Linked DNA regions of Mus musculus: regions 1, 3 and 4 are each linked to region 2. The links are chromatin contacts, called in public Hi-C and HiChIP or PLAC-seq maps. All regions are on one chromosome and are shown on one strand. Each heading gives the region's core, a stretch centred on a gene start, on an enhancer-like site or on the middle of the called end of the contact. The rest is flanking DNA. Distances are from core to core; before and after follow the strand shown. Region 1 has its middle 94 kb from the start of Gm39205. Region 2 holds the start of Smad1 (SMAD family member 1). Region 3 overlaps 1700011L22Rik (RIKEN cDNA 1700011L22 gene). Region 4 has its middle 29 kb from the start of Otud4.

Evidence for each region. Hi-C and Micro-C count contacts between places; a contact is called where the count stands out from the background. HiChIP or PLAC-seq counts read pairs in DNA pulled down with a chosen protein or histone mark.
Region 1: a contact with region 2 is called in a Hi-C map of uterus, with 3 times the contacts expected there. The contact joins the enhancer-like site here to the promoter of Smad1 in region 2. A contact is called at or near these places in 2 of 484 Hi-C or Micro-C datasets (both in uterus), 7 of 115 datasets of contacts at active chromatin or transcription factors (bone marrow-derived macrophages, embryonic limb bud, embryonic stem cells and 1 more) and 2 of 9 other capture datasets (adipose tissue and pancreatic islet).
Region 3: a Hi-C map of uterus shows a contact between it and region 2, with 5 times the contacts expected there. The contact joins the enhancer-like site here to the promoter of Smad1 in region 2. A contact is called at or near these places in 10 of 484 Hi-C or Micro-C datasets (the C2C12 cell line, Sertoli cells, cardiomyocytes and 6 more), 3 of 115 datasets of contacts at active chromatin or transcription factors (bone marrow-derived macrophages, embryonic limb bud and embryonic stem cells) and 1 of 9 other capture datasets (liver).
Region 4: a contact with region 2 is called in a FOXA1 HiChIP or PLAC-seq map of pancreatic cancer cells. The contact joins the enhancer-like site here to the promoter of Smad1 in region 2. A contact is called at or near these places in 8 of 39 promoter capture datasets (cranial neural crest, embryonic stem cells, frontonasal cranial neural crest and 2 more), 13 of 115 datasets of contacts at active chromatin or transcription factors (bone marrow-derived macrophages, craniofacial prominence, embryonic limb bud and 6 more) and 4 of 9 other capture datasets (adipose tissue, embryonic stem cells, liver and 1 more).

Annotation. Positions count from the first base shown.
Region 1 is chr8:79,531,127-79,536,946 of GRCm38.p6, forward strand. No RefSeq gene overlaps it. Among named protein-coding and RNA genes, the nearest start is that of Gm39205, 94 kb to the left of the region's middle. Within about 2 kb of position 3,340, at least 32 of the 459 cell types and tissues checked have an H3K27ac peak or open chromatin away from gene starts, as enhancers often do. A contact at or near this core is called in uterus, where this site is marked.
Region 2 is chr8:79,397,956-79,404,093 of GRCm38.p6, forward strand. Smad1 (SMAD family member 1) reads right to left here and starts at 1,473. Exons shown (of 7, transcript NM_008539.4): 1 at 1,298-1,473. Gm51578 (a long non-coding RNA gene) reads right to left here. Exons shown (of 3, transcript XR_003947567.1): 3 at 2,755-3,101.
Region 3 is chr8:79,207,099-79,213,755 of GRCm38.p6, forward strand. It overlaps 1700011L22Rik (RIKEN cDNA 1700011L22 gene), which reads right to left. Exons shown (of 6, transcript NM_026315.1): 5 at 6,380-6,453; 6 at 3,332-3,659. The coding sequence ends at 3,552. Among named protein-coding and RNA genes, the nearest start is that of Gm30271, 8.5 kb to the left of the region's middle. Within about 2 kb of position 1,768, at least 255 of the 459 cell types and tissues checked have an H3K27ac peak or open chromatin away from gene starts, as enhancers often do. A contact at or near this core is called in the C2C12 cell line, Sertoli cells, bone marrow-derived macrophages and 8 more, where this site is marked.
Region 4 is chr8:79,607,840-79,614,173 of GRCm38.p6, forward strand. No RefSeq gene overlaps it. Among named protein-coding and RNA genes, the nearest start is that of Otud4, 29 kb to the right of the region's middle. Within about 2 kb of position 2,897, at least 7 of the 459 cell types and tissues checked have an H3K27ac peak or open chromatin away from gene starts, as enhancers often do. A contact at or near this core is called in pancreatic cancer cells, where this site is marked.

The sequences.
Region 1 (5,820 bases), core at 2,090-4,589, 140 kb after region 2:
CAAAGCCCACTTCCGAGTTTGAAACTTACCCAAACTCACCAATCCCTGGGCTTGGCTTAAATTCCCACCAATCTCCACCCTGGAAAACTCTACCACCAAGAAACCCTATGTAAGCTTGTCTCTCCCTCAGTTCTTTGCTATTCCTCACCCAAGCAAAAGTAGCCACTCTCTTGTGTTTCTCCTAATAAATCTTTTATGTGAGGTTTGTTGTGTGGTGTGACTTTGGAATATTCCTTGGCTCCTGATTTCCAGCATGCTTTTCCCTTCAGAGCTTTGTTATACTGGCAAACAAATGAGTTTTATTGGGATCACTTACAGGGGCAGAAATGACTCAAAGACAACTTCATCACCAAGGCCCACTCCAGCATGGGTGACAGCTCACAAACCTGGGAACCTGGAGCACACTGCACAGCCTTCAGACAGCTCAACAGGTTGGAGAATGTTCTTTCCAAGTGACTCTGATCTAAACCTCTCCCATGTGACTCAGGCAGCAGGTCTGGTCTGAATCTTCCCAGCTTTCCTCCTCTCAGACCCCTCTCTGTAGCTGGGCTTCCTTTCATCTGAGAGGGACTCTCACCTTTATTGTTTACTATGGCCAGTAGGGCCTAGTGAATCTGTTCAGTTTCAGGGACTTCCTGAAGCTCCTGTGAGTTGTTTACCTTCATGCTTAGGAGCTTCCCTGGAGGTTGGAATGTTTCAGTCTCCAAAGAGGCTTACACAACAGCTCAGTACCATCTGCTCGGGGTGGCACCACGAACCTACTGGGCCTACTCCAGTCATTAATAAAGTACCCCCTCCCCCACACCACCCCACCCCCACCACAGAGTTTCCCTTAGGCCAATTGGATGGAGGCATCTACTCAGTTGAGGATTTTTTTTCTTCCCAGATGACCACAACCTGTGTCAAGATTATTGATTTAGGAAGGCCATTGTGGCAGAAGTCAGGTGCCTGTGGGGCAGCACTCACTGGTAACTGAGCACTGTAGAAGAGCCTAGTTCTTTGTGCATGGCTCTACTCCCATGACAGTTCTGACTTGGAAGCTTACTGTTGCCCTGGTGGAGACATGGCAGGGTCTGCCCAGCACTCTGAGGATTTCCTCTGCTCATTTGCTTTTTTGCTCTGTCTCCAGTATAATGTTTCCATGTTTTAAAAGCATATGTATCTGTCCGTGTGTGTGTGTGTGTGTGTGTGTGTGTGTGTGTGTGTGTGTGTGTGTACATCAGAGGCCAGCCTCTCATGTTGATCCTTGTTTGAGAGTGTCTTATTGTTCCTGTATGAAGGGACTCTAGTAGGCCCAAGCAAGACAACCATGGCTCTGGAGGGCCTTGCCCTTCCGCTATTCCTTCATCCTTGATAAAAACCATTAGATGACATTCCTAAAGCTAGCCACCAACATCTATCCCCTTATATGGCCACTTCCTCCTCCTGAGGCTGATTACCAAGGTCCAGTTATCAAGGAATTGAAATCCTGGAATCAAAAACCCTCCTTTGGCCACCCCAATTAGCCTGTTCAATCAAAATTAAACACCTCATCCTAATATAGGTTTTCTCTTTTCCCTTTATAAAGTGCCATTTGCCTAAGAGGCCACACCTGCTGTAGACAAACCTCACTTGGGTCCTCGATCCATGGGCAAAACTAGGATTCAGTTACAGGTGAGCAAAGAGTCGGCAAAAGTGGGGTGACAAACAGATTCGACACAAGGGAGTGTGGATCTGAATGTAATTTGTCAACTTGAGCATCAAACTTTTTTTTTTTTTTTTTTGGTTTTTCGAGACAGGGTTTCTCTGTATAGCCCTGGCTGTCCTTCCTGGAACTCACTTTGTAGACCAGGCTGGCCTCGAACTCAGAAATCTGCCTGCCTTTGCCTCCCGAGTGCTGGGATTAAAGGCGTGTGCCACCACATCCGACTGAGCATCAAACTTTTTATACAGAAGAAAATAGGGAAGTTAAGTGACACACCCGTAAGGTACAATGAGGTTACTGGATTCTTACACAAAACAGAGGAATTCAAACACAGAAGGACTGGCAGGAGCCAACTGGGATAAAATTCAATGTTAACAACTGGGATCAAAAACAGCTCCACCTAAGGTCAGCTTAATCTTTGAAGCTAGGGGCAAGGGCTTCATGCCCTTGCCATAGTTTTTATTCTAGTCTATTGTATAGTCTACTTTCCCCCTAGGCCATTGTAAATACTTGTATATGGGTATAACTCAGCTATCTATAGTTCTAAGTATCTACTCTGGTTCCTCCTTAGATCACAAACTTCCTTCTTCCTAGATAATGGTAAATTCCTGTGTAGGGCAGTGACTTAGCTATCCATGCCCAGGATTGGCTCAAGGACTGCCTAGGACTGGTGAGGAATCTAACTTAGCTATATGTCAAATAGAGGCACTTATAATAAAGCAATATTAAGGGAAAGCACACAGATCCGTTTACCAACTAAAGCAAGGACATTGGAGCATTCGTTATACAGGATGCCACGGATCCAGGAGACTGTTTCCGTGAACTTTTCCCCTCGGGACAGCACCCAGGGTTTTGGGGCCTGTCGTGCTTGTCACTTCTGGAGTGGATGCAACACACACCCATCTCCTCACTATCCAGCTGCAGTCCTACAGACTACTTGAACTGTAAAGTCCCAGGGGTTCTCTTGTCCTCACCTCCCATCTTCAAACTGGAGCACTGAGATGACAGGTGGAAAATATGTCATATGGATTTGTGTGGATTCCGGGGATCTGAACGCAGGAAGGTCTTCAGTAGTGCCAGACAAGGGCTCTACCCACTAAGCCATCTCCTGTGCCAATTTTTACACTGGTAACAACACTACTTCAGTTCCTGGGTCTTCAGAGACCACACCCTGAAATGTATTTTATGTATTTTTCTGCCAGATTATCAAGCACAGTCTCCACAGAGCATCTAGGTACTTGGTAAGTAGTTGGTGACCAGGACTGGGCCATTAACTTCATTCTGAGCCTAACACTATGCTTAGTCACCTCACCTCGAGTGACCCGGCGACACTTCTTTGCTCCTTGTTTAATTTTGTCTTGCAATTAAAACGAAAGAATTCAGGGCTTTTAACGAAAGGATATTAATGGGTTTCTGGCTTCTTAGTTGCCATGAGCAATTTCTTCCAAGTCCTTTGCAGTTTTCTGCATCAGAAAAGTTTCCAATCTGGAGGGGGGAAGACAAAGTTTGTGTTTACATCGTGAGGCATTTTCAACGAATATTTTCTCAAACGACTAAAGATATGTTCATCATGGCCGTTTGAGAGGGGCTGCCCACACTGACAAGAAAGCTGAAATAGTCCATCAGCCAAAACAACCACATAAAAGCCTGCAGCGCAGGGCTGAAGCCACCCACGCAGCTGCCCCAGCAATCAGTCAAGGCTCAGAGGCAGAGCGCAGCTCGTGTTGTGGCTGAAAGACTATTTGAAGATCCTGGCAAAAGCTTGTGGGTTTTATAAAGGGGCTTTTAAAGTGAGAAACAAAAAAATGATTTAGATCGGCCGCCCCTGCTGCGAGTCAGGTTTCCCCCTTCGTTCCCTAGAAGGGTTTGGTGGCTGTGGGGAAAGCATTGCTCCAGGAGAGCAATATAAATAGTGTGGTCCAGATGCATGCCACAAAATGAGAGCCATTTTGCTAACATTCTAGACAGATGAAAATTGTCTCTGCCCTAGCTGAAATACCTAAAAGAGGAGAGCCTGGACCAGTTAATTTTATCTCAGGGATTTGATACACACACACACACACACACACACACACACCCATACACACAAACATACACACACACACATACACACACACACACACACACACACACACATTTTCTCTGGGATGGTGGTAAAGTAGCTGTGATGAGAAATCTCAGCACAGCTGGCCAGTGGTGATGCTTGCCTTTAATCCCAGCAGAGGAGCAGAGGCAGGAGGATCTCTGAGTTTGAGGCCAGCCTCAGCTAGAGATTGAATTCCAAGACAGCCAGGAGTTGAAACCCTGTCTCAAAAAAACAAAGAAGCAAGCAAACAAAAAACCTCAGCACAAGAGACTCTTAGGAGGCTATGCCAGTGCCTGGCAAATACAGAAGTGGATGCTCACAGTCATCCATTGGATGGTACACAGGGACCTCAATGGAGGAGCTAGAGAAAGTACCCAAGGACCTGAAGGGGTCTGCAACCCTATAGGTGGAACAACAATATGAACTAATCAGTACCCCCAGAGCTCGTGTCTCTAGCTGCATATGTATCAGAAGATGGTCTACTTGGCCATCATTGGAAAGAGAGACCCCTTGGTCTTGCAAACTTTATATGCCTCAGTACAGGGGAATGCCAGGGCCAGGAAGTGGGAGTGGGTGGGTTGGGGATCGGGGGGGGGGGTATATAGGGGGCATTGGGAATAGCATTTGAAATGTAAATGAAGAAAATATCTAATAAAAATTGTTAGAAGAAGAAGAAGAAGAAGAGGAAGAAGAAGAAGAAGAAGAAGAAGAAGAAGAAGAAGAAGAAGAAGAAGAAGAAGAAGAAGAAGAAGAAGAAGAAGAAGAAGAAGAAGAAGAAGAAGAAGAAGAAGAAGAAGAAGAAGAAACCTCAGCACAGCATTCTTCCCAACAATGGTTCTGGGGATCACAGCTTCTCCTACCTAAGGAGAGTCAAAACCTGAGAAAACCTGGGGGCATAGGATGGTTTCTCACCATACCCTTTTTATGCTGGCAAAAGTTCTGGAATCGTTTTGTTTGCTTTTGCTTTGTTTTTAATTTAAATATCTGTTTGTGCACATGTGTGTACAAGCACACAGCCTTGAGCACACACCACGGTCCACTTGGAGAGATCAGAAGACATTTTTCAGAGGCTGGTTCACTTCTATGGCCATGTGGGTTCCAGGCATGGAGTTTAGGTGGTCAGGCTTGGCAACAGGCGCCTTGAGTCCCCAAGCCCTCTCATTGGTGCTGTGGAGTTTTAAATTGCATCTGTCTATTTTGTGTGTGCCCATGGCCGCCATGGCCATCTCCCCAGTCCTAGAATCATTTTGTAAGATGGAGCTTAGAGTAGATTTTTTTAGTAACTGTTTGAGTCAAACATGTAGGAGGCCTCACAGTCTAAAAGCTCACAGCTGACCCTTAGCTGAGTTGTGACTTTGAACTTCCTCAAGGACAAAGACTGGTCATCATTAAAAATTAGAGTCAAGTCTGCAGTGGTTTTATAACTGAAAGTGGTCATAGTACAAGAAACACTTATTCTTGCTTGAGACCAACAAAGGTTCTGGTATAAGCCCTTTATTTTGCCATTTTAGGAGAGATGAAATAATTTGGTTTTCAACTGAAAGCAGAAGCCAACAATTTTGTATATGTGAAAGTTCCTCAGCCCGCTGTCTTATCAACGTGTAAAGCCTCATGAGACAAGAGACTGTCAATCATAGAAAACACAATTGACTTCAACTAAAGAAAAATTTTAAAATATTCATTTGCTTATTTTATACAAAATCAAAACAAATACTTCAGCACACTGTCGCTTTTAAGCAACACTTGCCATTCACCTGACAATGAACTTTAAAAGTAAATTCATGGGCCAATGAGATGACTCCTTGGATAAAGGCGATTGCCACAGAACTCCTGAACCAGTTCATGACCTGGAGCACACACGGTAGAAGGAAGAGAACAGAGTCCTATAGGTTGCCTTCTGACCTATGCACATTTGCAATGGCATGTACAACTCACATGCGCACATAATAAATAAATAAATAAATAAATAAATAAATAAATAAATAAATAAATAAATAAATGTTTTAAAGTAAATTCTATTTCCTATGTCAAAAACATTTTTTAACATTTT
Region 2 (6,138 bases), core at 223-2,722:
CAGCACAGCTCATCAGCTTCCGGTACAACTTACAGTGGTAATTATAAACACGATGAAAAATGAACCTGGCCAGGGAACAGTTTTCTCATTGTGCTGAGGTGTGGGCACATTATCCACCACAGGCCCTTAGAGAGAGATTGATGCTGTGAAGGGCATGCTGTGAATCTGCTCCAAAAACAGGAAGGCATTACATAAACCAAGCAACTCCTTTCAGTCCGTGCTTTGAAAACTTCAGATGTCACCCAGGAACCCAAGAGAGGGGGAAGAGGCCAGGGGTTGACAACAAGCATTCTACAACGATGCTCTCTTAGATGGCTGTGGCATAGGCGGCGATTTTCAGATGGAAAGCTCTTGGCTGGATTACTTTGTACCGTGCATTTAGAAAAACTACATGTGCCTCCGAATAAACAAAAGCCGCGACTACCATACTGTCTGGATGTAGCCGGTGATGGTCCCTCCTGGCTCCTCCGAGCACCTCGGGGAGACGCTGGCCCCGCAGCCTTCGCACGCAGTCCGCAAAGCGGCTGCACAGGCCCGCGCTCTCACGCCCACCGCCCCCACCCCGCGACAGAAACACTAACAAAGACGGTCTGGACGAGAACAGTTGTTCTCGGCGCTCGGAACGCGCAGTGAGGCAATCGAATCCGGTAAAGGGAAAGGAATGAGGCGACACTGGGCGACGCAGGGGGTGTAGGCGGAAGGGGGCGGGGGGGGGGGGGGGGAGACGCGAGGCCGCCAGACCTTTGAATAAATCAGAGGGAACTACGCTACGAACTTTCCTTAACCCCGATCCCCAAATCAGGCTGTGTGGGGACCCACAGGGGTGCGCGCGTCCATCCAGGGAGACCCGAGCTGAGCGCAGCGCTGTCCCCGCGAGGGTCCGCAGGCCGGGGCGGGGACACAATGGGGCTGCGGCCCGATGCGGAACGGGGGTCCCCGGAGAACTGGACACGCCCGACAAAGACGCGGGGAGGCAGGGAGGTCTGGCGGCAGGTTCGCGGCCGCGAGGCGCCATCATGGGGGGGGGGGGGGACTGCGTCCCGGAGCTCGTCCCAGATTTCCTTCAGCGCGGGTCCCCCGAGTCCTCCCGGATCCTCCCCGGAGCCCGTCCCAGATCGACCCCAGAGCCCGCCCAGAATCCCCTCGGAGCCTGTCCCCGATCCTCCCCCGGAGCCCGCCCGGGATGCCCCCCGGAGCCCGCCCAGGATCCCCCCCTGGAGCTGGTCCCTGTCCCGGTGCGCCCCGCGCGGCACAGGACAAGTCTGTCTCGAGTCGGCTCGGGTACGCTCGGCTTTACCGGCTCGGCGGCGCGCCCATCCGCAGGGACGCACGAGACCCGGCGCCGGGTCCCGTGCTCCGATCCGCTCCCGGCCGCCGTCCCCGCGCTCTGCTTAGCTCCGGGCCGCCGTCCCCGCGCCTCGGCCCCGGCCTCGCCTTGGTGCGCCCGCTCGCTCCCCGAGCCTGGATTGATCTGGTCGCGCTGGCGTCAGGCAGTCGGAACCGCCCAGCCTCCACAGCCCGCCTGCCAATACCCGGCGCACAACCCGCCTGCCGCTTGCCCTCGCTCACACGCGCACCGCGCGCGCCCGCTGCCGCTTAGGGATCCTCTCCAAATTACCGGCCCGCGCCTTCCTCTGACTCTAGTCCCTGCCTAGCTGCCAGTCAAATTCCAAAGCCTGTGTTATTTTCTGAAAAGTTCTCGAACACGACCATCGAGCCCACTCAGTCGTCCTAAAAACGCATTTTTAAAGGCCCTGCAATCACTGACTCAGTGATTTACCGGCCCTTCATGTAGCATGAGCCTCAAATTGGCTGACCTGTTAACTACTAGGTAGATACATTTATTTCCAGTATGTACCCTTCCTGCGGCAAATGACAGAAACCATTTGTATGTTTGTTAAAAGGTCTCGTAGCCCAGGATGACCTCGAACACGCTTTGAAGGGGAAAAGGCCTTGAACTTCTCTTCCTCCAGCCTCCACATCCTCAGTGCTGGGATTACAGGGCTGCACATATTTTTATTTATAAGGTTCTGGGAATCATCGAACCCATGGCCTTATGCATGCTGGACAAGAACTTTACAACTGAACTTCCTTGCTTTCTTGTTTGCCTGGAAATGAGATCTCTCTCTACAGACCAGACTGGCTTTGGACTGGGAAATACCCTTTTAGTACTGTAAATTTGGGTGCAATCTTTTAGATAACAGTTTTGCCCCTATTCCCACCCACCCCCCCAAAAAAACCCACAAAACAAAAATACACACACACACACAAAGGAACTCACATCTTACTGATCTGTTCAGACACCAAAAACACCTTCTTGAAACAATCAACTTTTTTTCTTGGTCAGTTTCTGGAAGTTGGCATGGAATCTTGAACACTTATCATAATGTTGAGTTATGTTTAGAGAAGAACTATTCTAGGAGTAAATGCCCCACAAACCAAAAAAAGAAAAAAATCATTGCCCGCAATATAAAGAAATACCAAAGGCCACTACAAATTAATGACACTCTCCAATTATTCCTGTACCTTTACATGCTTAGCACTCCACTTAAAATTCTTATTAATTATTTAAGTATTATATCTGCATTACATATTTAATTATTCAAAGGAAATGCAACAAATCCCATAAACCCATAAAATGCCATTTATAAATTATACATAAGAATATTCCTGCTAATTAAATTTCTTTCTTCATTAAACTATTTGAGCACTTACTGGTCAATTCTTGGATCTCATCTTATTTTCCTTAAAAGCAGCATTTGACATAGTTGGTTGCTCTCTGGTCCCTTGGGCAACAGTTGGAGTGAGCCTGGCTTAAAGCCACTCAGGGCCATTTCCCTCCCCTGTACAGACCCTCTGTAGATGAAAAGAGTGAGGTATATCCATACATGGGAACATTACTCAGCCATAGAAAAGGAAAGAAGCACTTCCCCTGCCTCCCAGGGTGGAATGAGAGCCTCTGTCCCATCCTCAGCACAGAATAAACCGGGTGGGATGGTGCTGGCCTCTAATGCCCACCCTCTGGGCTGGAGCAAGGTCAGAAGTCCAAGGGCATCCTTGGCTATATAGTAACTTCAAGACCACCGTGGCCTCTGTGAGACCTGTCTCAAAAACAAAACAAAACAACCAAGTATTAGACATTCTGCCAAATGAACTTGCTTCCTTCATGCAAGATGCTCATAGTAGACAAAGCCATGGAACAGAATAGGAAAACCTGGGATTACAGTGTGGGGTGCAGGATTGAAAGACCTAGGAGGGTCTCTAAAGGATTCCAAAATAAGATTAATAATAAAATCAGGTAGTTACACAACTGTGTGGATATAGCAAAAGTCATATGATTGTACATTTTGAATAGCTACATTCTATGATTGTAAATTTTATCCAAATAGTGCTGTTTTTTTTTTTAATTGCAGGCATCTAAAGGCAGTGCATGTTTCTTGTTTAAGTCCTGAAGGGAGGTCTGGAGGGATGCCTTAGAAGTTAAGACCTGTCTGCTCTTCCAGAGGGTCCTGGGTTCAACTCCCAGCAACCACAGGACAGCTCATAACCATATCTCCAGTTCCAGGACATCCAATACCCTCTTCTGTCCTCCAGGGCACCAGGCCAGACACACCAGGGAAGGCCTTGTTGAAACATGCATAATATAAGTGAAGACATGGAGACACATACCAGCAAAGCACCATACACATATAATAAAAATAAACAAAAAAATCCTAGGGAGATATACAATGGCATCATGCAACTGTTCATTAAAGTAATTTATAGCACCACAGATGGCCTTTCTTAGTGCATGACTACTGTCCCTAAATGATAGTTACTAATACTATGCACATTATAAATTTTTATTTTACTCCATGCAGATTATTTCTTTAAATGGTAATAAAATTTTGGATACTCTTTCAAAATGGGCATTTTTGAGACAGTTGTAAATTGTGATTAACCTCATTATTAAAGTCATTTTGTTTGTTAAAAAAACAAAAACAAAAAACAAAACAAAAATCAACTGACTTCCCACTTCTCTCAGAATAACCATTTTACCACATGGAGGTCATGCACAATCTACCTTCTGTTTGCCATTCTCTCCCACCCCAGCCTAGTCTTTCTCTCTTCTCTTCCCAGTGCCATCCTGGCCACCTCCATCTTGCAGATCAGTCTGGACACAGCTTCACCTGAGTGTATGGCCATACCCTCCCTGGACAGCCCTTCCCAGAGACGTCCATGCAGCTTTGCCCATCCGCACCCGCGCCATCACTCATAGCGTGCCGTGAGGCCCTCCCTGGCCAGTGTCTGACATTCACTTGTACTACTCAGTTCCATGCTCAAATGTGCTCTTTCTTGCTGCTAGCATGCTTGGTCACCCTTCCTTTATTGTTAGTAGATATCTTAGCTAACCAGAGAAATGGGATAACTCATGCTTTTGAGGTTTTGGCTTGTTTGTTTTTGCCTGCTTCCATTCCTCAGTGCCATCAGAGCCTAGCTTCTTTAGCCTTCCAATGTACACTGAAAAGCAGCACTCCTCCAGGCCTTCAGCCACAGGCTCGAACTAACGGAGCATCCAGCCTGTGTACTGCCAGCTAATGACTCCCTATAGTGCTGATGACCGTGGTTGGATTGCCCACACCCTTCACACAATCCAATTGAATAAATTCCTTTCATAACATATATTTATCATATTCTGTTCTTCCAGAAACCCTTGACTAATACAGTTCCCGTCCCTCCTAGCAGAGGAAAGGGCAGTTCTGCTTCACAGACTCGTGGAACATCAGAAGCCAGAACAGTAGTGCAGGGAGAAGAAGCCAAGGCTGGGAGGGAAGGCGGGGAGGCCCAGGTGTACCAGACTAGCAGGTGCAGAGGTGTGAGCGCCAGGGAGGTCTTGTCCTGCTTCCCCCTCTCTATGAACAGACCCAGGACTGCTTCCAGAGAATGGGACAGGGTGTCTGGGAGGCTAGTGGGTAGATGAGAGGCGAGTTCCAGACTGTCATCTTCTCAGAGTCAGAAAGCACAGGAAGTAGGGAAATATGGTGGAAATGCCAGGCCACACTGCTGAGTACCCATCTGAGGTTAGCCATCAAAACTTAAAGCAAACCCAGGCAGCCAGCTTCACTTAACTGAAGCCGGACCAGTTAAGTGTCCCAAAAGCTGGGACTCTGCCAGTGAGTGTGATGGAAGGGAGTCAGGCACTAGAGGGCAGAGACAAAGGAGTGACCACAAGCACTGAGTGGTGATGAGCAAGGAGAGAGGGTGACATGATGGGACGGTGATAGGATCTGTGGATTGCCGGTCTCTGTGGGGCTTGTGGGTCTCTCAAGTTGAGGGCCATTCTCAAAGAACAGTTTGAGAAAGGGGCGCTTGAATGCTGGGACAGTTTGGAGGTAATTGCGCCCCCCCCCCCCAGGCCTGGGGGTGTGTGTGGCACTACTTGTTGAAGTAGGTGTGGCCTTGTTGGAGGAAGTGTGTCACTGTGGAGGTGGGGCTTTGAGGTCTTCTATATGCTCAAGCCACTCACAGTGGGACAGCTTCCTTCTGCTGCCTACAGATCAAGACGTGGAACTCTTGGCCTCTCCAGCACCATGTCTGCCATGCTTCCTGCCATGAGGATAATGGACTAGACCTCTGAAACTGTAAGCCAGCTCCAGTTAGATATTTTCCTTTATAAGAGTTGCTGTGGTCATGATGTCTCTTCACGGCAATAAAGCCTAAGTAAGGCAGAGTTTACTGAGCTGGAGGACACAAGACTAAACCCTGGAAAGGCCTGGTCTCAGTCTCAGCACATCCCCATGAAGTACAGGACATCCTCAGAATCTTTAGATGACACCATAACCTACTGAATTACGGGTGTGAGGAGGGCGGTGAAGACAGCTGCAGATTTTGTGTTCGCTGTTTGCCTGGCATTGTTTTAAGCCCTCTGTACAAGTTATTAATCCCTCAAGCAACACACGGAGGAGCCAGAAAGTTGACTCAGTAGTTTGGAGCACATAGTACCCTTGCAGAGGACCTGAGCTTGGTTCCTAGCGTCTACACTGGGTAGCTTCCATCATCCTGCACAGCTAACTCCGGGAGATCTGACGCCCTCTTCTGGCCACCACAGATGCCTACATGCAAGTGATCAGGCCCTCCCACATACATACATATAATTAA
Region 3 (6,657 bases), core at 518-3,017, 190 kb before region 2:
GCAAATACTGGCCCTAAAGCAGGCCTGTGACTGGCAGCAGAGGCTTAGGCCAGAGCATTTGTAGCTGTAGACCGGGGGCCCATTATCTCCACCCGGATGGTGGACAGCTGCTAACCCCAACCCAGGCCCAGGTGTGGCCAAGAGGGAAGGCCTCCAATTATGCTAGAGGTTTTGTCTCAACTGAGGTCACAAAGTCCTCGCCAAATCCTGCCCTCGGAGCTCTGGAACTGAGTGTAGGCCGCTTGATTGGTGTGGGCCACAGGGAGCTCCTGAGAGGGGACAATTCCCTGTGCACCTCCCTGCTTTTGCCCTCTAGGCCCAGCTGAGAGCCCTCACCTGTGACAGCAGTCCCAACAAAGCCACCCTAGCGAAAGAATACTATACTAGCAACTGGCTTTCCCGTTTGAATTCTCAGCTCTTCAAATGCTCCTGTAGTACACATTCAAGGGCCTGTGCTTTGTCATGACGGTTCAAGTCTACCGTCCATCGGTAACTTGGCTTTTTGCTTCTTTGGGGATTTAGGAGGGCTGAGAGGAGAGGAGCAGACCTAAATATAGCGAATATTCAGAGGCATAATCACTCCATAAACATGCTTCAGAGGGACGGAGTGCAGGGCTGATCCGGATGACAGATGTCACTCACCCAAGTGTCACATCTTAAAGAAAGCTGAATGGGCCCATTTTCCAACAGGACTGGAGTGACGCCTGTTCATACTATAAATATTTATGAAGTCATCATTCTTAGACTGTAGTTTTTCCAGGTAGGTTGCCTTTGATGACAAAGTTAAGCAGTGATTTCCCTGAAATTATGGACTAGTCAGCAGAGCTTGTTTGGTGGGTATTTCACAGAATGGGAAAGAGGAGAAGGCAAACAAGCCTCCAGTCCGTGCAGCTTCTGCATGTGGAAACCTCATTATGTCAGTCATTCTCACTCGAAACGTGACAGCCTTCTCAGGAGTGAGGGACACCACTTGCTTCTACTCATGCAGAGGTAATGACGAGAGGCCAGGATGAACCTTACCGTCCGATTTCAGCCCCCACTACCACCCTGCTAGGAGGGACCTTTTTAGTACTCTTAGCCTGTCTCTTATTAACACACACAAAAAGTGTACCTCACACCATCCCTGCTCATTTAAAAGGAATTCTGAGAATGTGTGGATGTCTGCCTAGGTGTCTCCCTGCATGTTTATGCATAACGCATCCCTTGAGCTGGTTGCCCTGACTGCTGAGGAATGGCGCCCAGAACCCCCTCTCCTGCCCCACCATGGGCAAGCTTTCCACTTTCTCCCAGGAGCAGCCTAACCCCCCTCTAACCAAGGCACCTCAGCGATCCTAGAGACTTAGAACTCCCAACCACACCCCCCCCCAACACACACATACAGAGAGAGAGAGAGAGAGAGAGAGAGAGAGAGAGAGAGAGAGAGAGAAAGAGGAAGGGAGGGAGGGAGGGAGGGAGGAGAGAGAGAGAGGAGAGAAAGAGAGAGAGAGAGAGAGAGAGAGAGAGAGAGAGAGAGAGAGAGAGAGAGAGAGAGAGAGAGACCTTGTCACTTTAAAGCCCGCAGGTTGTTAATCTCCTGAAGGCACCAGTGCACTTGGCAGTCTGCTAAGCCTGCCTCTTTCCTGGAGAAAAGGGTGGCATTTTGCCTAGGATGTGATGCCCAAACCTCAGGGTAGCCCTGGCCCTATCACGTGGATCTGCCCCTCAGGGAACCGTTGCTGATCCTTTGGCTCCAGCCTGGGAAGCCTTTTACAAAGTGAGTCACAGGCTGCATTGACCACCCTATCAGGGGAGGCCAGGGCTGCCATGTATGGTCTGTGCTCGGTGCCACCCACCTCTCATGTCACTCCTACTTTTTTTGCCAGGACAGCCTGAGTCATGAAACTCAGCGCATTCCTTAGGCCTTGGATCGTGTTTCCTTGTTACTACTTTGTCTTTGTTTTACGGAGCACCTGGTTTCATTTTAAAATCCCAAATAAAATCCCCTGGCCAGGGTGGGGGTGGGAAGAGAACAGAAAGAAAGCAAAGGAAAAAAGGGAGGGAGGGAAACCTAGGCTGGTGGTGGAGACAGAGGAAAAGGAGGACCCTGGACAAAACAGGACGGCTACAAGTTAATTCCTTCTGACCAGAGGCTCTTTCACTGCCTGGAAGTGCCTGTGGCTGGTCCCCTGCTGCTTCCCGTCCCGTCCCCCCCTTTTTTCCAGTCTCCTCAATAAACGGACTAATCTTTGATAAACCTGAAGAACTTTCCAAATACAGCACATTATGAGTCCTTAAATCGGCCTGTCTCCTTTATCTTGTACTATAAACCCTAATTCACTGCGTGAGTCAGTATTTTTCCATAAGCTAACTTTTTTTTTTCTGTTCTGTTTTTTCCTATGGGGGTAGGGGGAGTCAGGGAAGAAGGCGGTCTGCATAGAAGGCAGACTCAGCCCTCCCGACATGCTGCTGGTCACGCTGAGTTTCTGTGGCCAGGTTATTTCTGTAAATTTGTCTGTAAAGCTGTTGACATTGATTTTTAGAATGGAAACAGAATTCTAACAAACTCTGGCTTGCATGTAGCAAAAGCTGAACACTGGGGCACTAAGAAAGCCTTGCCATGGATAAATGCCTCCTTAGGAGTGGTGATGCACAGTCACTGGGGCATGGTCCTTGGGTGCCAGCCTGGGCGTCTGCCCAGAGGTCCCCTCGCTCTGCCTGCGCAGGGCAGACTGTTGGAGGCTCCGGAGTGGCCCAGGGCTGCATTTACATTGCACGGTTCTGGCGAGTTTAATGGAAACCACATGAAGGGGAAGCAGACCAGATGGCTCCCAGCGAATGTATTTAGCCCAACCTGGGGCTAAAGGAAAAAAACATATTAAGGGTTGGGTCCTGGGGTGCGGCTAGGGGGTTAGGGTGCGACGTTTGTGTTTCCTGTTCAACAGGAGCCGTGGGTTGGGGTGCAGGCTGGATCGGGGCCCCGAAGCGCCGGGTGGCAGAGGAATGGCTGCCAGCGGGAGGGAACTATTCCGTGGCCTTGCTCCTTTTTGCCAGGTCCCTTAGCGGCTCTCGGGCAGGGCAACCACACGGCTGTGAGGGGACCCCGCCAGGGCAGATGCAGCGGGAAGAGGGAGGCGCAGGCCTATGGGCGCCGCGGAAGGCGGAGCCAGCTGCAAAGCCAGTTTTCCCTGAGTGGAGGGAACTGCTACAGGCCTTCTGGGTCATAGCACAGGGAAAACAGAAAGGTCTTTCTCTGAGGTAGAGGACAGGCTACATAACTCTGGAGCCCACTAAGGTGGAGGTCATGCTATCGTTTGTGAGGTTCTAACAGCAGAATGTGAACCTGGGCACTTTGTAAAGGAACATTAATCATGTTTATGACAAACCCCTTCCCCATCAACACACGTGCGTGTGTGCGCGCGCACACACACAAGAATAAGGGAGGAAGCCCAGGGAAGTTTCTAGCAAGATCTTCCCTATGTGCACAATCCATCAAAGCCTTCTTGGAACTCCTGTCTCAATGGCTTAACACAGACACGAGGTAGGGCTCTAGGTCTGTGGCTTCTTTCTTGAAATCACTTGAATTTGCGCCCTGAGCTTCCACTGGTATTGGAGGAGAATCGATCCGTCCCTGAGTCCTCCGAGGAGCCCAACTTGCTTTCATAATCCCATTGTCGCTGAAGCTGGAGGGAGAAAGGGTTCGATTGTCAACACTCGCGCATCCACAAAGATCAGTTCCCACAAAAATAGGATTTAAATTGCCTCTTTCAAACTAGACATCACTCATGAGCAGGGCCTGGCATCACTTTTGCATTTTCTTCCATCTTAAAAAAAGCTAAATAAACCCTTTCTGTTTCATATATTGTACCTCAGTCAGGAAGGACAGATCAATAAGCAAGATGGATTTAAAAAGACAAGAATTCTAAGAAACGCTAAAGACTCGGTCTCTTGTCTCGGCCCTTTCATCATCCCCCACTGATAGGAACCTTTACTATGCTTTCCCACTTCCAACCAGCAGGCAATCCTGGGTGTGAGTTCTCGGCTTTTCAGTCCTACATCATGACCCTCTTCAAGTCAGGTTCCACGAACATGAAGAATTCAAAGAGAGTTTCCAGTGGAGCTGGTCACCAAGCAAATGTTTTTAACCCTAAGAATTTTGGCAGCCTGGCAGGAAATGGACAATTCTCAACCTGGTGGCTTTTGCACCTTCCCCTAAAATATCAGTACCTGTTTTAAAATATTTTAAATGTGGGGAATGGAGGGATGGCTGCTCTTCCAGAGGACCCAGGTTCAATTCCCAGCACCCACACCGTAACTCATATCCATCTGTAACTAGATTTGCAGAGGACTGGAGCCTTCTGGCCTGGGAGGGCATCAGGTACAGACATATATGTACATATAAAAAAATGAAAATATTAAATGTTGCTTTACTCATTAAAGCCATGGTTTGGTTTGGTCAGGATTCTGGCTCAACATTAGTCAGATAACTGCCCCATATTTATCGAATGTGACAGGGAAAGAGGAGGGGGATGGGGGGATGGTTTTGGACTGTTAGTACATCACAATAGAATGTATGAAAATGGATTTAGGGGAGGGGTCAGGAGAGGAAGACAAGCATCCCTCAGTACAGCTCTGACACTGATTGGCAATGAAATTGCCTGGCACCCGTGCAACTCCACGCAGCAAGAACGAATTATTTAATTGTAGTTAATCATTCCCTTAGACAACTCCCAGGAGGAAGCTGCGACCAGCACACTTTCAGGAAATCATCTTCCTTTCCCAGAAGTGAGCCCCCTCCCCCACCCGAGAAGCAGGTCCATGACTGACTGCACAGGATCTTTCACCAGACCCACAGCTTCTAGACCCCGGCATCTTTCCTTGTGGTGCTGCCTTCTAGTGCGCCGGCATTCCCTAGATGCTAAAGCGACTGCTTCATTCTGGAAGGATACCATTCAAATAGGCTTAGCTGTCTGCGACCCAAGGAAAGCTGTCCAACCCTTCCCTGTTAGCTAAATTTACCAGGTTCATTTGGTGACCCAGACCAGCCTATTCAAAGTGACATGTGTGCATAATTGGTATTCTTGTGACAATCTTAGGTGCTACTTGAATAACATTAAAAAAATTTTACTGACCAAGTTATTTTTTTCTCCCTAACACATGTAACCAGCATACCAAACTCATGACATCACACATTTAATTACTTAGCATAAAGCTAAGTTGTTTGGATTCAACTTAAAGAGAGGCTCTAATAAAATTAAATGATAGCAAAAAATTGCTTTATTTTATACTAAATGAAGTTAGTAGGACACATAGAAGAAATAGAGAATTGTGTGAGAGCCCTCTGTGTGTGTGTATCTGTGCTCATGTGTATGTATGCTCATGTGTATATGCATGCCTCTGTGTACGTTATGTGTGCATATATGTGTTCATGTGTGTGCCTGTGTGTGTTCCTCTGCCTGTGTTCTTGTATGTGCATGTTCATGTGTATGTACATGCTCATAAGTGCTAGTGCACACATACATGTTTGTGCATTTTGGGTATTCATGTGTATATATGTGTGTATTTGTGGGGGTTAACATGTGTTCCTGTGTGTGCATGCCTGTATGTGTGCCTGCCTCTAAGTGTTTGCATGCCTATGTGTATACATGCATGTATTCTTGTGCCTGTGTGTGTGTACTTGTGCATACCTGTGTATGCACATGCATGTGTGTGTGTGTGTATGTGTGAGAACAGGTATGCATGGGCTTATAGAGATCAGAAAACAATCTCAACTCTTGATCATCAGATGCCATCTACCTCATTCCTTAAGATAAGGTCTCTCCCTGGCCAGTGAGCCTCAAGGCGCCCTTCACCTGCCTCAGCTTCCTTAGCACAAGGAATCCGGAGCTGGTGCCACCACCACCAGCTTTTTTATCTGGGGAGTGACCTCAGGTTGCCTGTGCTTCCAAGGCAAGGCCCCTCTTCAAGAAGTCTAAGGCATAAAAGAGACCTTGTTTTAACATCCTGTTTAAAAGTATTGGGATTTGAGGTAAGAGTCCTGCTTAGGGGAAGCCATATCAGGGAGAGTGGGGACAATAGACACTGGGACACTCAACACACAGGGTGGGTCCTAGCAAGGCAGGATTATCTGAGAACTTAATGCATCCATCTATCACAATAGGCAGATCCCAAGAGTTCCCTGACCCCAGGACATGACGGAAGCTCCCATCCCCAAAGCCTGTCTGAAGCCTGTTTCCTAAACAACAGACAGGACAGGACCTGAAGTGTTCCAGGCCCCTCATATCAGAACAACAGATTATAAAGGAAGGGGTGCTCTTATGCAGACACTAAGCACCCCTACACGTCTGCAGTGCTGCCTGCAGATACACCCAGTACTGAATGGCAAAGGGAACAAGTTTCTCACCCGTTTCAGCAGGGCCTTCCCTCTGTTCCTGTAACTCATGAGGAGCTCAAAGCCTGGCTTTTTGGGCTGCATACCTAGAGTGAAGAAGATGACACATTCAGTGCCTAAGAGCTTTAGATGAGCGATGTCTGCTGAAAATAAGAAGGAAAGCAACTGGCATTTTGTTTTCTCTACTGAGGGCTGAACCCGAAATTGTGCACATGAGCTACATCCCCTATACTTCTTTCGAGTTTTGATGGTGTTTTGTTGTTGGTGTGGGGTTTTTTGGTTTTTTGTTT
Region 4 (6,334 bases), core at 1,647-4,146, 210 kb after region 2:
CTGCTCTTCCAAAGGTCCGGAGTTCAAATCCCAGCAACCACATGGTGGCTCACAACCATCCATTAAGGAGATCTGACTCCCTCTTCTGGAGTGTCTGAAGACAGCTACAGTGTACTTACACATAATAAATAAATGAATCTAAAAAAAAAAAAAAGTTGGCCTGGTGTTTATTTAAAAAAAAAAAAAAAAAACTGACTTGATCATGGTTTTCCTTCACAGCAATGCAAACCTAAGACAGACAATGAACAGTTTTGTTTACCTATAAATATGTGATGAGTGTGCTATGTCAGAAGCACAGATGAGCACATGTATGTCTTTGACAGTACAATAATTTATTAGCAATGAATTCATAAGCTTCAATGGTTTTGTTGGCTGGAATTAATCAGGTAATCTGATTTCCATTGTGGTCACTGGCAAACACAATTTTTAAAAGTCTAATACTAATTATTATTAATAACTCTCAGGTCACATGTTATACTTCATACAGAATGTCTACAAAAGCTTAAGAGAGGCTACAGGGAGAAGTGACTGGAGAGCTGTGTGGGGAAACAAGCCTGCTATCAAGCCTGATGACCAGTGTTCGAGTCCCAGGATCCTCGTGATGGAAGGAGAGACCAGACTCCCATGTTTGTTCTCTGAGCTCTGAATGCAGGCTGGAGCGCAATGTCATGTAGTGAAGTCCTACAAGATAAACTTTCCTGTCTTGCTGAGCATTCCAAAGGGAGGAAAAACATTACATCCTAAAGGAAACTCAGTAAGACTCAGGGAAATTTCAAAACAAACAAACAAAGAAAACAGAAAAAAAAAAAGGCATCAGGAAAATCCTGAAACTGACCACATGAACTCTTTCTTCCCCAAAGTTACTTAGGCAGGAAAAATTGTTGAAAGACACTCTTTGACCATCGGGACTTCCTGGAAGAGGTAGCTCAGCCACGCTGCTTACACAGGCTCAGACCAACCAAGCTACCTGGAAGACAGACCAGCTGGGTTTCCTGGGTGAGACACAGACCAGCCATCTGCCTAAAGTCACTGTTCTCTGACCCACCAAGCTACATGCAAGTCTAATGAATTCCAGGGCTCCTCTTTCTGAGCTATCTCCTGTGCTGGGGTCCCCGTGTGTGGATGCAGCTGCATTTGAGTCATTCCTGTTTCTGTAACCTCTCACCCATATTCCCATAAGTAACCCCAGTAAAACTTCTGGTTCACCAGGTTGGATTGTGTGGTACCCTTACTTTGTTCACATGGTTGGTTGGTTCCCTATCTGGGATGAATATGTTTATTAATATATTCCAAATAATAGTATAATAGTATTCTCTCTCTCTCTCTCTCTCTCTCTCTCTCTCACACACACACACACACACACACACACACACACAAATACATAATACATACATACACACATATAAACATACATACATGGGTATGATTTTTGTTGTCATTATTCAAAGAATCCTTACTGGAGGCAGAACTGATATTTGGATACAAAGAGAGGCACTGAAGGTGGTTAGGTCTTACCCGCGTTCGCGCAACCGGCCAGGAAGAACGCAGCAAACCAGAATCTTCTGCGGCAAAAGCTTTATTGCTTACATCTTCAGGAGCCAGAGAGCAAGAGAGCAAGAGCAAGAAAAAGAACAAGAAAGCAAGAAAAGAGAGAGAAAAAGCAAGAACAAGAGAGAGAAAAAAAATGGCAAAACCCCGTCCCTTTTAAGGAGAATTATCCTCCGCCTAGGACGTATTACTCCCTGATTGGCTGCAGCCCATCGGCCCAGTTGTCATCACGGGAAAGGCAGAACACATGGCGGGAAAACTGCCCCTGCACGTGTGCAGATTATGTTTACCACTTAGAACACAGCTGTCAGCGCCATCTTGTAATGGCAAATGTGAGGGCGGCTCCCAACAGTTAGGTAAGATATTAAATAGAACCTAATTTGATGCTGAAGACCAGCAAGTTTCTGGTTCAAAGTAACTTGCATTTGTGTGTATACTGGAGCCAATTGCCAATTTGTTGTGGCGGTCCCTGCAAATGCTTTGGCTGTCAGAGTATCGATCCATGTGAGGAAAGAAGGAAATCCAATTCAGCATGACTTAGTTATTGGGTGTTGGCTCAAACTTCTAGAGTCCAAAACCAGGCAGGCAGTTCTTTTAGACATATTTTCAGGCACATTTAAGTGCAGCCCAATTTGGGGGTAAAGTTTCCTGGTAACATTATCTCAATCCCATATGTACAATAAGCTTAAGGCATGACTGTGCCAATACTCTGTTGCAGAGTACATGTAACCTCTCCCATTCTATAGTTTAAGGTCCTAAAATCTGGTGTGGTCTCCATCATCCAGATAGTTAGAGGTCGCCAGGCTACAAAGTACACGTAACATCTCCCCTAAAGACGGTGCTATTGACTGAGAAGCAAAGCTAGAGATCAAGGTCTAGGGAGAGAGAGTCTGGAATAAACATAATAGTCTGGGGGATTTGGTTGTGGTTTGGTCCCACAAATAGCACAGATCACCAGGCTATTAATAATATCTGCTCCCAGCCTTCTGGGTAGAAAACAGGTAAACACATCTCTTCTGTTGATGATACAAGTCTGAGTACTTAACATTCCTGCTTTCCCCTGTGCCCTCTACAAATTGTAATATGGAGTGAGTCACCCAGGGCAGGGCACAGCCTGAAGTCCCTGTTTGATTCAATATGAAGTACCTTAGAGCAGGGTGCAGCCCCATGTCCAGAGCAGACTTTTATTATATTTTATTTTGTTTTAATAGCACATGTACATGACTCAAAATTCTAAAATACTAAGAAGCATACAGTAAAACATGAACAATGAAAGAAGCCCCTCTCAGCCTTAAACAGCTGTTGTACTCTTCCATTATTCCACACGAGGTAAACTGTGAGCACTGGACAGGGAATCCTTCCATGGATACAGTGCACATCACCCTATACTTCTGCTTTCACTATGGACACAGCATTCCTTATACATCAAAACAGCCGCAGTATTGCATATTTTATTTAATCTTATTAATAGAAATTGGACTGGGTGGTGGTGGCCTGCCTTTAATCCTGGCACTGAGGAGGCAGAGCCAGGTGGGTCTCTGAGTTCGAGGCCAGCCTGGTCTACAAAGAGAGTTCCAGGACAGCCAGGGCTACACAGAAAAAAATGCTGTCTCTAAGAAAAAGGAAAAGAAGGAAGGGAGGGAGGGAGGGAGGGAGGGAGGAAGGAAGGAAGGAAGGAAGGAAGGAAGGAAGGAAGATAGTTTGAATGAGAATGGCCTCCATAAGCTTAAATATTTGAGTGTTTGGTTGGTCCCTGGTTGGTAGACTCTTTAGGATTAGGAAGTGTGGCCTTGAAGGAGCAGTATCACTGAGGGTGATTTTGGAGGTTTCAAAAGTCCACACAAGGCTCACGTGTTGTCTGTCTGTCTGTCTGTCTGTCTGTCTCTGTCTCTCTGCCTGCTTCCTGTGGCTAAGATGTAAGCTCTCGGTTACTGCTTTAGCACCATGCATGCCTGCTGGCTGGCCATGCTTTCTGTCGTGATGATAATAGACTGACCCTCTGAAGCCATAAGCAAGACCCAACTAAGTGCTTCCTTTTATAAGTTACCTTGGTAACGGTGTCTCTTCACAGGAAGAGAAAGTAACTAAGACATGAGGCCAGCAGGATGATCCAGTAGATAAAGGGGCTCACCACCCATCCTGGTGTCCTAGCTTGTTTTTCTATTGCTATGATAAAGCACTGACCAATACCAACTTGATGCCAGAAAGTATTTATTTGGCTTAAAGGGTACAATTCATCATCCTGGGGAGCCAAGACAGGAAGGCAAGGCAAGGAGTGGAGTGGAGACACGGGAATGCCACGTACTAACTTGCTCCCCGTGTTTATCTGTCTTATATAGACCTGGCACACCTGCCTAGGAATGGTGCCACCCATAGTGGATTCAGTTCTCCTACACCAATTAACAATTAAGAGAACGCCCATAACCATTCCTATGGGCCCATCTGATAGAAGCAATTCCTCAGTTGATGTTGCCTCTCCCAAGATGTATCAAGATGACTACCATCAAGCTATCACACCTGAAAACCTGAGTTTGATCCTCAGAATGCACAAAGTGGAAGAAGAGAAGCAACCCTTGTGGATTGTCCTCTGACCTCCACACGTGTACCATGGCACATTGTACACACATAAACAAATAAACAAATAATGGTAAAAAAAATATTTAAAAACGTAAGGTTTCGCCATTACAAATAATATAACAACAAAATAACCCCATGTACACGTCACATAGTTTCTGTTTGTGTGCGAGTGGGTATTTGCTATACATTTCTATAGAATGAAGTCTGTGGGGGCGGAGTATAAACTCTAAAAAAAACTTGCCAAGTCATGTTTATCTGTAAGTTTGATGATGATTCATAAATTCTTCTCAACAGAAGCTAAACCATTTTATTCCTGAACAGACAATATGTCTGCACATTCCTTTCTGAAGGCACAGGAACTCTGAAGACTTGCGGCTCACTCAGCAAGTCCAAGAGTCCCTAAACGCATCTCAGCATCCTTGGAACTTCACATCATTTTTAGAGTGATGTGCTCCATGCAGAAAGAGACCTCAGAAAGGTTTCCTTTGGTCTCCATGACAACCCCTACTTACTTAGAAAGCCTCAAATTATTGTTCCTAGGTGGCAAGAGTAAAATCTCAGGATTAAAAGCCTTCCCACTCCACGTTTTAAATAGGAGAGAGTTCAGAAAACGCTGTGTAGGAAGAGAAGAAGAATTCTGCTCCAGGCACCCAGGGTCGCTCAGTTCAGGCGTGAGTGTGTGTTTGAGGTTTGTGTTCTGGTGTCTTGGAGGCTGCCTTCACTTAGTCCCTTTGTCCAAGAGACCCTAACTTGTTTTCCTTCCTGGCCAAATGCATAGAAGGTACAGGAAGGATCTGCTGTACTGGGAGTTAGGCTTCAATCATTAGCTTCTTCCTGAAGCACAGGACTTGGATTCTGGCATGACGCTTTGTATCTTAGGTGTGTTCTTACTGTTAATTGTTTTGTAATGGACTGTTTTCTGAAGACAAAAGAAATCTGTCTAGTGTGATTTTCTTTTTTATTTCACTAGTAATAAGAAAAAAGAAATCCAACCTACTGGAAAAGCTCACAAAGCCAAAGTAAGCAAATGTACACTCTTGGCTGTCATTACTCAAAGGCAGGCGTCTTAGTTACTTTTCTATTGCTGGATAAAACACCATGACGAGTCTATTTTAGGCTTATAGTTCCAGAAGGTTGGGGCCCCTGTGGCTGAGTGCAGGCACAGTGGCCGAAACAGCTGAGGCTTGAACGCTCACTTCTCCAACCACAAGTGGGAAGCAGAGAGAATGTACAGGACACGGCTCAAAGCCTGCCCCTGGTGACATCACTTCCTAAACCTACACAAACAGTGTCACCAACTGGGTACCTCTTATTCAGATACCCAGGAACATGAGTGACTTCTCATTTAAACTAACCATAAGAGGAGTCTGTGGCATGCAGTGTGTGTGTGTGTGTGTGTGTGTGTGTGTGTGTGTGTGTGTGTGTGCACTTGCACATATGTGTAAGGAAAGGTACACGTGTGTCACAGAGTGAATGAGGAGGTCAGAGGACAGCTTTGGGTACCAGTCTACCAGCCCTCACCTTCCAGCTTGACAAAGGATCTCTTTGTTGTTTTCTTCCAGCATGTATCAGGCCAGCTGATTTGTGAGCTTCTGGGATCCCTATCTCAAGTCTCCCCACAGGGGCATTGGGATTACAGACACTCATGCTGTGTATCCGGCTTTTATATGGTTTCTGGGATTCTACCTCAGGTCTTCAAGCATGCATGACTCTTAACCACCGAGTCATCTCTCCAGCCTGTAAAAGTCTCTACCATGTTCAGTAAGCTAAAGAAATGGTTCAGGAGGTAAGGGGCTTGCCTCACAAGCATGAAGACCTGAGTCTAGAATCCCAACACCCACATAAAAAGGCTAGCACAAGGTGTCTGCCTGTGTCCCCAGTGCTGGGGAAGTAACTCTAAGAGGATCCTTGAGGCTTGTTCACTAGCCAATCAGTAAGTTCCCAGTTCAGTGAGAGATCATGGCTCAAAAAAAAGAGAGATAGAAAATACCCAACATTGAACTCTGGCCTTCACACACACATGTGTATATGCACTCCCCAGCATGTACAGAGAGATAGAGAGAAAGAGAGACAGAGACAGAGGCAGAGGCAGAGAGAGACAGGGACAGAGAAACAGAGACAGAAAGAGAGAGAGAATGAGAGAGAAAGAGAGGTATATATGTATATGTGCACACACACACAAACATACACACACACATACACACATACA